Linked DNA regions of Mus musculus: regions 1 and 2 are each linked to region 3. The links are chromatin contacts, called in public HiChIP or PLAC-seq and promoter capture Hi-C maps. All regions are on one chromosome and are shown on one strand. Each heading gives the region's core, a stretch centred on a gene start, on an enhancer-like site or on the middle of the called end of the contact. The rest is flanking DNA. Distances are from core to core; before and after follow the strand shown. Region 1 has its middle 5.2 kb from the start of Mefv. Region 2 holds the start of Crebbp (CREB binding protein). Region 3 holds the start of Eef2kmt (eukaryotic elongation factor 2 lysine methyltransferase).

Region 1 (2,980 bases), core at 155-2,654, 1.5 Mb after region 3:
TACCATTCAATTTTAACTTTTAAACACTTAAAATATATTACCACTTTGTAACTCCTTATATCAGTATTTTGTTCCCCCTTCTAAGAAGGATTATGAGCTTCTGGGCTAGTATCCATTTATCAGTGAGTGCATATCATGTGTGTTCTTTTGTGATTGGGTTACCTCACTTAGGATGATAATTTCTAGTTCCATCCATTTGCCTAAGAATTTCGTGAATTCTTTGTTTTTAATGGCTGAGTAATATTCCATTGTATAAATGTACCACATTTTCTGTATCCATTCCTCTGTTGAGGGACATCTGGGTTCTTTCCAGCTTCTGGGTATTATAAATAAGGCTGCTATGAACATAGTGGAGCATGTGTCCTTATTACAAGTTGGAGCATCTTCTGGGTATATGCCCAGGAGTGGTATTGCTGGATCTTCTTATTGCTGGATCTTCTGGTAGAACTATGTTCAATTTTCTGAGGAACCACCAAACTGATTTCCAGAGTGGTTGTACCAGCTTGCAAAACCACCAGCACTGGAGGAGTATTCCCCTTTATCCACATCCTCGTCAGCATCTGCTGTCACTGAAGGAATGACCATCCAGAGACTGCCCCACTTGGGGATCCATCCTATAAACAACCACCAAACCCAGACACTATTGCAGATGCCAACAAGAGCTTGCTGACAGGAGCCTGATATAGCTGTCTCCTGAGAGGCTCTGCCAGTGCCTGGCAAATACAGAAGTGGATGCTCACAGTCATCCATTGGACGGAGCACAGGTCCCCAATGAAGGAGCTAGAGAAAGTACCCAAGGAGCTGAAGGGGTTTGCAGCCCCATAGGAGGAACATCAACATGAACTAACCAGTACCCCAGAGCTCCGTGGGTCTAAATCACCAATCAAAGAAAACACATGGTGGGACTCATGGCTCTTGCTGCATATGTAGCTGAGGATGGCTTCGGTCATCAATGGGAGGAGAGGCCCTTGGTCCTGTGAAGGTTCTATGCCCCAGTATAGAGGAATGCTAGGGCCAGGAGTGGGAGTGGGTGGGTTGGGGAATTTTCAGAGGGAAAACTAGGAAAGGGGGATAACATTTGAAATGTAAATAAAGAAAATATCTAATAAAAATGTGAGAAAAAAAGAAGCCAAAAAAAATATCACCACGGCTTTAATCCTATTTTCTCATTTTATCAGAAGCCCCTAAAAATGAAACTTTTGCAAGTCTCTCTTGACCTAGGAATACCCTAGCCACATCAAAACACTGCCTTCCAGAAGTCTCTGACTCAGAATTGCCTGTGTTACAAAAGAAGTGGTTGCAATGGCAAACTATGCGGCTGGAAATCCCCCTTCCCAGCCCCATTCTGTGGTAGGTGCTCGAAGGAGTTTCCTGATGAGTCAAGAAGGAGTCACAGATGGGAGGAACCTGCACCAGCCTTCATGCCACAAATCCTCACCACTTCTCACACCAGAAGCAGACAGCTGCCTGGCATTCAGGGAGACCTCAGTCAATGTGAACCATCTGAGCTCACTGTGGGCCGGTTATCCCTGGGAAGGTGGTCCTGGGGTGTATAACAAAGCAAGTGGAGTGAACAAACCAGAGAGCATTTCTCTGTGGCTTCTTCAGTTCCTGCCTCAAGTTCCTTTGATGGTAGGCTGTGATGTGGAAGTTTAGCCAAATAAATTCCTACTTCCCCAACTTGGTTTAGATCATGGTGTTTATCACAGCGATAGGAACCCTGTGTAAAAGAGGACATGGACTTTTTTTGTTGTTGTTGTTCTATTTGACGTTTTGAGTAAACTCAATATTTTTCAACAAGGGCTTGGAAAAGTTCTTTCTTTTTTTTCCGTGTACTTTTTAAAAATATTTTTATTAGGTATTTTCCTCATTTACATTTCCAATGCTATCCCAAAACCCATACCCTCCCCCATAACCTCCCCGCACTCCCCTACCCACCCACTCCCACTTTTTGGCCCTGGCATTTGGAAAAGTTCTGATTGGTTTGCCTTAATTTACTTTGCAAGGGGAGCTATTTTCTTTGAGTAATGTAAACCTACAGGAAAGTTTCTTACAAAGGGTAATTTTCCAGCATTTCAAGACTCTGGGCTATTACACACATCCCTCAATTTTTGAGAACCAATTTCAAAACAAAGAAACTATCCCTTCATCAAAAATCAAATAGCCTGAGGTGTCAGTGCATGCCTGTAAGTCCCAGCATTTAGGAGGCATGATGAGATCAAGGCTATTCTTAGGTACATAGAAAGCTCAGGGAGACCCCGACTTATATGAAAGCCCATTACAAACGAAAACCTCAAAAAGCCTGGTGTGGCATCCAAGCACTAATGTGAACATTGAAAGGTGGAGGCAGAGGGTCAGGAGTTCACAGCCATCATCCTACATAAGGAGTTCCACACACACTTCTAAATGAGAACACGTGGCCTCAACCAAACAAGCCAGAAGCCATCTCAGACTTCTCCCACCTAGTGTCTGTGACTGTCTCTGTTGTTATATGACATTTCTCACAATAAATAGTTCAAAGGTTACTGAATCCTTTTCTTTGGTACTGCCAGTCTTCCATGATTAGGATGTGAACTCCCCAGGAACAGAAAAAGTACCTATCTCTAGTCAAGGGCACCCTCCATTTTGTGACTTTAGCCTCCACACAATGGTTGGATAGAGAACACTCTTCCTCATGCACTGCCTCCTAAACTTTTCCTCTACAAACTCACCCAGCAAAATATTGTCTTTACAGGGGAAAAATTCCTGAATAGAACAGCAATGGCTTGTGCTGTAAGATCGAGAATCGACAAATGGGACCTCATAAAGTTGCAAAGCTTGTGCCAGGCAAAAGACACCGTCAATAAGACAAAAAGACCACCAACAGATTGGGAAAGGATCTTTACCTATCCTAAATCAGATAGGGGACTAATATCCAATATATATAAAGAACTCAAGAAGGTGGACTCCAGAAAATCAAATAACCCCATTAAAAAATGGG
Region 2 (2,827 bases), core at 323-2,822, 1.0 Mb after region 3:
ACTTCCGAGTCAAGCTGGCAGGTTTTGAGAGAGTGTTAACAGAGATGGGAAAACTTTAGTTTTTGAGGAGGTGTGTGGCACACCCAAGTGAGAGGGTCTCCCTGTGATCCTACATTTTTCTGGGTACCTGCCAAAGCCAGGGTGGTTGTCCGAAGTAAGGAGTACCCTTAGGAGATCGAAGCCCTTGGTCTTGGTACCTGGGCCCATCTCAGATCCAGGAGGTAGAGCTGACAGCCTCTCCCTTCAGGTGACAGCGTTGGACATTGGACCTGGCCCTATCGTTTTTGGGCTTGGGAGTGGGCGCTCAAGAGCCTTGCGGTGCCCTTGCAAACTTGGGAAGCACAAGGAAGGGGTGGACTCTCGGCCTGTCATTTTCTCCCTCAGTGATCTTAGAGAAAGTTGCTTTGCCCCTTCCTGCCTCAGTTTCCCCATCTGCACACAGACCCGAGGACCCTCTGTAACCTGCAGGCGCCACTTCGCCATTACTAGCATAGGGCGCGGGGAAGAGGCGCAGGTTGCGGTGGCGTCTTCTTAGTCCGATGTCACCCTGGAGGCTCGCAAGCAAGGAGCTGCGAAGAGCCAGAGCTGCCGGGGCGGGGCGGGACCGGACGGGCTGGGCCCGGATCAGCGCTGACTCCGAGCCTGGCGGGGGGGGGGGTCTAGGCTCGAGCCCAGGGCGCCCTCCCCGCGCGTGCCGCGTTACTGACAGCGTCAGAACAAAAGTGGCCGTCTGCTCTGCGCACTTGGCGTCCCGCAGGCCGGGCCTAGCACCGCAGCCCGTCGCCTCACGCATCGCCGCCGTGCCTTCGACCCTTCCACCCGAGCGCGCTCGGCTCTTTCCGCCGCGGCCGGCGCAGGTGGAGGGGCGGGGCGGGGGCCGTGCGTGGTGACGCCGCGGGGGGGGTGACGTACAAGCGTGCCCCGCCCCCTCCCCCTCCCCGTTCAGGCTCTGGAAAGAGAAGAAAAAAAACTTTCTTTTTTTTTTTAATTGAGGAATCAACAGCCGCCATCTTGTCGCGGATCCGACCGGGGCTTCGAGCGCGATCTACTCGGCCCCGCCGGTCCCGGGCCCCACAACCGCCCGCGCACCCCGCTCCGCCTGGCCGGCCCGCTCCGCCCGGCCCTCGGCGCCCGCCCCGGCGGCCCCGCTCGCCTCTCGTCTCGGCCTCCCGGAGCCCGGCGGCGGCGGCGGCGGCGGCGGCGGCACGGGGTGGGGGGGCCGCGGCGCGGCGGCGGCCCCGCTCGGCGCATTGTTTTTCCTCACGGCGGCGGCGGGCCGCGGGCGGGCGGCGGAGCCCAAAGCCCCCCGGTCGTCCGGCCGCGGGCGAATTCATTAAGTGGGGCGCGCGGGGGGGGGGGGTGGCGGCGAGGCGGCGGCGGTACCACCATGTTCCCGGGCGCCGCCTGAGCCGCGGGGCCGGGCGCCGTCGCTGCCAGCCGGGCCCGCGGAGGCGGCCGGGCCGCTTGGGTGCCCGGGCCGCGGAGTGTCGCGCTCGGGAGGCGGGCAGGGGATGAGGGGGCCGCGGCCGGCGGCGGCGGCGGCCGGGGGCGGGCGGTGAGCGCTGCGGGGCGCTGTTGCTGAGGCTGAGATTTGGCCGCCGCCTCCCCCACCCGGCCTGCGCCCTCCGCGGCCCGGCCCGCGCTCCTGCGCTCGCTCCTCGCTGGCTCGCCTGCTCGCAGCCGCCGGCCCGACCCCCGTCCGGGCCGCGTCGCGCCGCCCGCGCTCAGGGCTGTTTCCGCGAGCAGGTGAAGATGGCCGAGAACTTGCTGGACGGACCGCCCAACCCCAAACGAGCCAAACTCAGCTCGCCCGGCTTCTCCGCGAATGACAACACAGGTGAGGCTGGGTCTAGGCTCGCTGTCAGAGTTCGGGGCAGGGAGGGGGTTGAGGGTCGCAGTGGCCAGAGACTCTGTCCCGGGCCTTGGGATGCGCTTCCCTGGTCGGGAGGAAAAGTGAAGCGGGGGCGCGGTCTAGTGTCCGCACGCGTGGCCGGCCGGGATGACAGCGGAGGGGACCTTGGAGGTTTGGAGTAAGAGAATGCGACCAGAGGCAATGAGGGCTTTCAGGATCGGACCCCCCACTCTAGGCGGTGCAGTCGCGGACACAGCTGCTGCCTTCTTAGTTGCGACGAGTTGCGACGGAGAAGTTTCTTGGAATGTGTTGCTTGGGAAAACGCTTAGTGGTTATTTAGAAAGTCTTGATTTTTTTTTTTTTTTGATCACCTAGTATTTTTTTTTCTCCAAAACCCCAAACCTCATGTGCGAGTTGTCATCAAAGTTGCTGTGGTGTCTTTCATTTACATACGTAACCTTAAAAAGAAGCTAGCAGGCTTTTAAAAGTCCATTTGGGCTCCAGTCTGCCTTTGAGGTTGGAATGGTTTTACACTGGAGATGAAAAATTAAAAAATTAAGGACTTTGAATCTTTCAGGGAAAGAGAAAAGCAAGATAATCTTAAATCTTTTCCCCAACTCACAAAATAGCTTCCGTGCAAACTTTCTTAGGTGATCGGATCGGGTACCCAAGACTTCCCTGTTCATTCAGTAATTCAGAGTACTTCTGGACAGCTCTGATAACCTTGCCAATTATTCGTATTTCCCCTTTTAAGCTCTCCTTCGAAATATAAACTCGTATGCTGCTGTGAACAATGCCGGCTCAGCGCAGCTAGCACTTTTCCAGTACGTACTTGTAGCGGCATCTGAAAATCAGTTTCTGATGAATGGGTCCAAATCAAATTACATTGCTGCCTGCAGATTGGCGCTAGATACAGATGTTCAAGTTGTGGAACTCTGTGACTTTATACAAGTGTATTTAAAAATATTTCTGCTT
Region 3 (2,815 bases), core at 14-2,513:
GATCACAAACACACACATACACAAATAATCAATGTAAAGAAATTAAAAGGCAAAATCCCACAGAAACAATCATAGTTCATTTTATTTAAATCAAGTCAGCTCAGGGAATAAAAGACCAATCCCATCTTGGTCCCCTATGCTGGCCTGGATTTTTGGAGGGTCACAGACCTGACTGTAATTAATTCCCTTCTGTTGTTCTCCAAAACAAACCTCAGGATTTCTTGTCTAAAGGAGGTAATGGGATACAATCTGTCCCCTTCATCAACATTCTGCAAGTATATTTAACAAGCTAGCTCTAGAAGCTTCCAAATGGAGATTTTGAGACATTTGCTAAACTGAACTGTTACACCTTGAATGACAGTGCACACTTGGAGGACAACAGGGGTGGCTTGCCAGTGTCCTGCCTTTCAACTCTAGGGACTTTGAACAGAATACTCTGCCACCCACTGCAGCTAACTCCCACTCTTAGTTCAGATTCTATTCCTTGCAAGATGAAACAAAACTCCTGCTGGAAGCCTCTGCAATTCTGTGCACTAATTTTCAGAGCAGATACTGTTACTGTTATATGTGTGTGTGTGTGTGAACACATATACACAAATAACGTAAAGAAATTAAAAGATGAAACCCCACAGAAACAATCTCAGTTCATTTTATTTAAATGAACCCAGTTCAGGGAATAAAGACCAACTCCTTGGTCCCCTATGCTGACCTGGCTTCGTGGATGTGTGTGTGTACACGCGCGCACTCGCGCGTGTGCGTGCGCAGGTAGGCTGAAGGATCCCAGGTATCACTTCCTAACACCCAGGTGGGGTTAGACCCCTCCAAAAATCTTCCTCGGCTACTTCGAGGGCAGACCCACCCTAGCCTCGCCCCCGGCTGATCTGAGCTCGCCCCAGACCACCCAAAGACAACCGGCTAAGAGTTGCTCAACCTCAATCTCAGCCCCACCCCCATTCCCGCTCGGGCCCACCTTCCAACCCCCAGTTCCTGCCAAGGACCGCCCTCTGAGCCCCGCCCCCAAGCCAGTCTAGGCTTCGCCTCCAAGTTGCCAGCTCCAGCTCCAGGAACTGTTTAAAACGCTCCCCAGTCAGGCCCAACCCGGCCCGGTCCGCCTCTAACCCTGCCCCACCGTACTCCCCGCCCCGCGGGCACCATCTTGCCCCGCCTCCTGGGCCGGAACATAGACTAGCCCCCGCCCACATCTTACCTCCTAGTTGCCACGCCTCCTCCGTCTCAGGCCTCGCTTCCGCCCGTTTCCAGGCAACCCTGGCCCTGCCCCGCGATGGCGCCTGAGGACCACGAGGGGGCCACGTCTCTGCTGCAGAGTTTCGAGCGCCGCTTCCTGGCGGCTCGCGCGCTGCCCTCCTTTCCCTGGCAGGTGGGCGGCGGGCGTGCGGCGGGTATCAGGGTCGAGCACCACGGGCGGCGGGGCCGGGAGTCTCGGGCCGCCTTTGCTCACCGCTGGACTGGGGGAGGCAGGCGGGCCCTTCCCCGGCAGGGTTTACAGGGTCACGAACCGGGCTGGATTATTTTAGCAACTTTTAAGCCAGTAATCGGTCATCTTGGCGACTGCAAAACAACTTTGAAAAACTAAACGTCTTCAAATGGCAAGAGCCGCGCTCTCCTGAAAAGGAGGCCAGGTCCCCATCCGAAGGGCAGGCTTCAGGCAGAACCGTCTCAGAGGGAGTTCGGACTGAAAATGGTGCTTCCCTGTGGCCTGGGGACCTGCAGCTCGGACGCGAGGATCCTTTAGAGCGTGCCTCGCTGTTAACTCTTGTGCGGTGAGCTCACCGGCATGAGTTACTATAGATTTGTATTCCTCCAGAGTCTACCCGGTTTCGTTGGGTGGTTTGGGTAGTTGTATTATTTCATCGACATAAAATATCTCTGGTCTTAACGCAAAACGAAACCCGAATAACATATAAGTCCTTATTCAATGTCAACTGTAATAATAGTTCATGTGCTGTGCTAAGTACTTGCTCAGGGTCACCCACAGTGCACAGCACTGGCGTCTGTGGTCACTCCATTTGACCAGGAGTTTAAGAAGGAAAGAATCAGAGCTCTGGCCGGGGAGGCCAGCTTCCTGCTTATAGTTCTAATTCAACCCCCTGTGTGCTGTGGGACTTTACAAGAGGCTACATCTCTGTGCCATCATTTCTAATTAATACAGTAAAGGATACAATGATAGCAGCCTCTTGCTACTAAACAGCTGGACTTCTTTTCCTTTGCCCAGCTAGAAATCATAGATAGACAAAAAGTTCTGGGAGTGCTGATCTCTGCTGACTGTGTTTTTCTGTGCCGGCTGTAGGCAGACAAGACCAGTAATTGCAGGTTTCTTGAGTGTAGGGCCCTTGGCCCTCCGGGAGTTCTTAGGACATTTTTGGCTGCGAGCTTCCCAGCAGGCCAAGGTATTGGATTTCTTCAGCCCTTGGCAGCAGCCCTTAGAAACATACAGCTCTTGTGCAGGTCTTGGAAGTGCGGATTCATTAGCTCTTGACCATGGCCAGCCTGTCTGCTTTTACAATTCTGCCGTCCACTGTTGAGCCTTGACTGGGTCTGCTTTCTCCTTGTTACCCCCGCAGCCCGCACTACTAAAGTAGGCAAGAGACTCTTCCCAGGAGGTAGCGCGGGAGGGTTCCTTACAGTCTACTCCCTCTTTGACCACAGCAGCAGGCTGTGTAGGTGTCTGAACCAATCACGGCTTTGCCTCTTGTTCCATCCCAGCCATCCTTCCGCTACGCCACTAGGGGGCGTGCTCCCCTCTGTCCCACAGGAAATGAGTGCAGAGCAATACACTGTACACCCAGGTTTGTAA

Evidence for each region. Promoter capture Hi-C pulls out the DNA fragments that hold promoters and counts their contacts. HiChIP or PLAC-seq counts read pairs in DNA pulled down with a chosen protein or histone mark.
Region 1: a contact with region 3 is called in an HNF4G HiChIP or PLAC-seq map of pancreatic cancer cells. The contact joins the enhancer-like site here to the promoter of Eef2kmt in region 3. A contact is called at or near these places in 2 of 39 promoter capture datasets (liver and pre-B cells), 2 of 484 Hi-C or Micro-C datasets (double positive thymocytes and liver) and 1 of 115 datasets of contacts at active chromatin or transcription factors (pancreatic cancer cells).
Region 2: a promoter capture Hi-C map of pre-B cells shows a contact between it and region 3, with 5 times the contacts expected there. The contact joins the promoter of Crebbp here to the promoter of Eef2kmt in region 3. A contact is called at or near these places in 3 of 39 promoter capture datasets (neutrophils, pre-B cells and stem cell-derived epiblast-like cells), 1 of 484 Hi-C or Micro-C datasets (regulatory T cells), 1 of 115 datasets of contacts at active chromatin or transcription factors (pancreatic cancer cells) and 1 of 9 other capture datasets (liver).

Annotation. Positions count from the first base shown.
Region 1 is chr16:3,721,840-3,724,819 of GRCm38.p6, reverse strand. No RefSeq gene overlaps it. Among named protein-coding and RNA genes, the nearest start is that of Mefv, 5.2 kb to the right of the region's middle. Within about 2 kb of position 1,404, at least 118 of the 459 cell types and tissues checked have an H3K27ac peak or open chromatin away from gene starts, as enhancers often do. A contact at or near this core is called in pancreatic cancer cells, where this site is marked.
Region 2 is chr16:4,212,149-4,214,975 of GRCm38.p6, reverse strand. Crebbp (CREB binding protein) reads left to right here and starts at 1,572. Exons shown (of 31, transcript NM_001025432.1): 1 at 1,572-1,837. The coding sequence starts at 1,753.
Region 3 is chr16:5,254,404-5,257,218 of GRCm38.p6, reverse strand. Eef2kmt (eukaryotic elongation factor 2 lysine methyltransferase) reads left to right here and starts at 1,263. Exons shown (of 8, transcript NM_027446.2): 1 at 1,263-1,378. The coding sequence starts at 1,283. Gm15983 (a long non-coding RNA gene) reads right to left here and starts at 1,256. Exons shown (of 3, transcript XR_003951974.1): 1 at 1,208-1,256.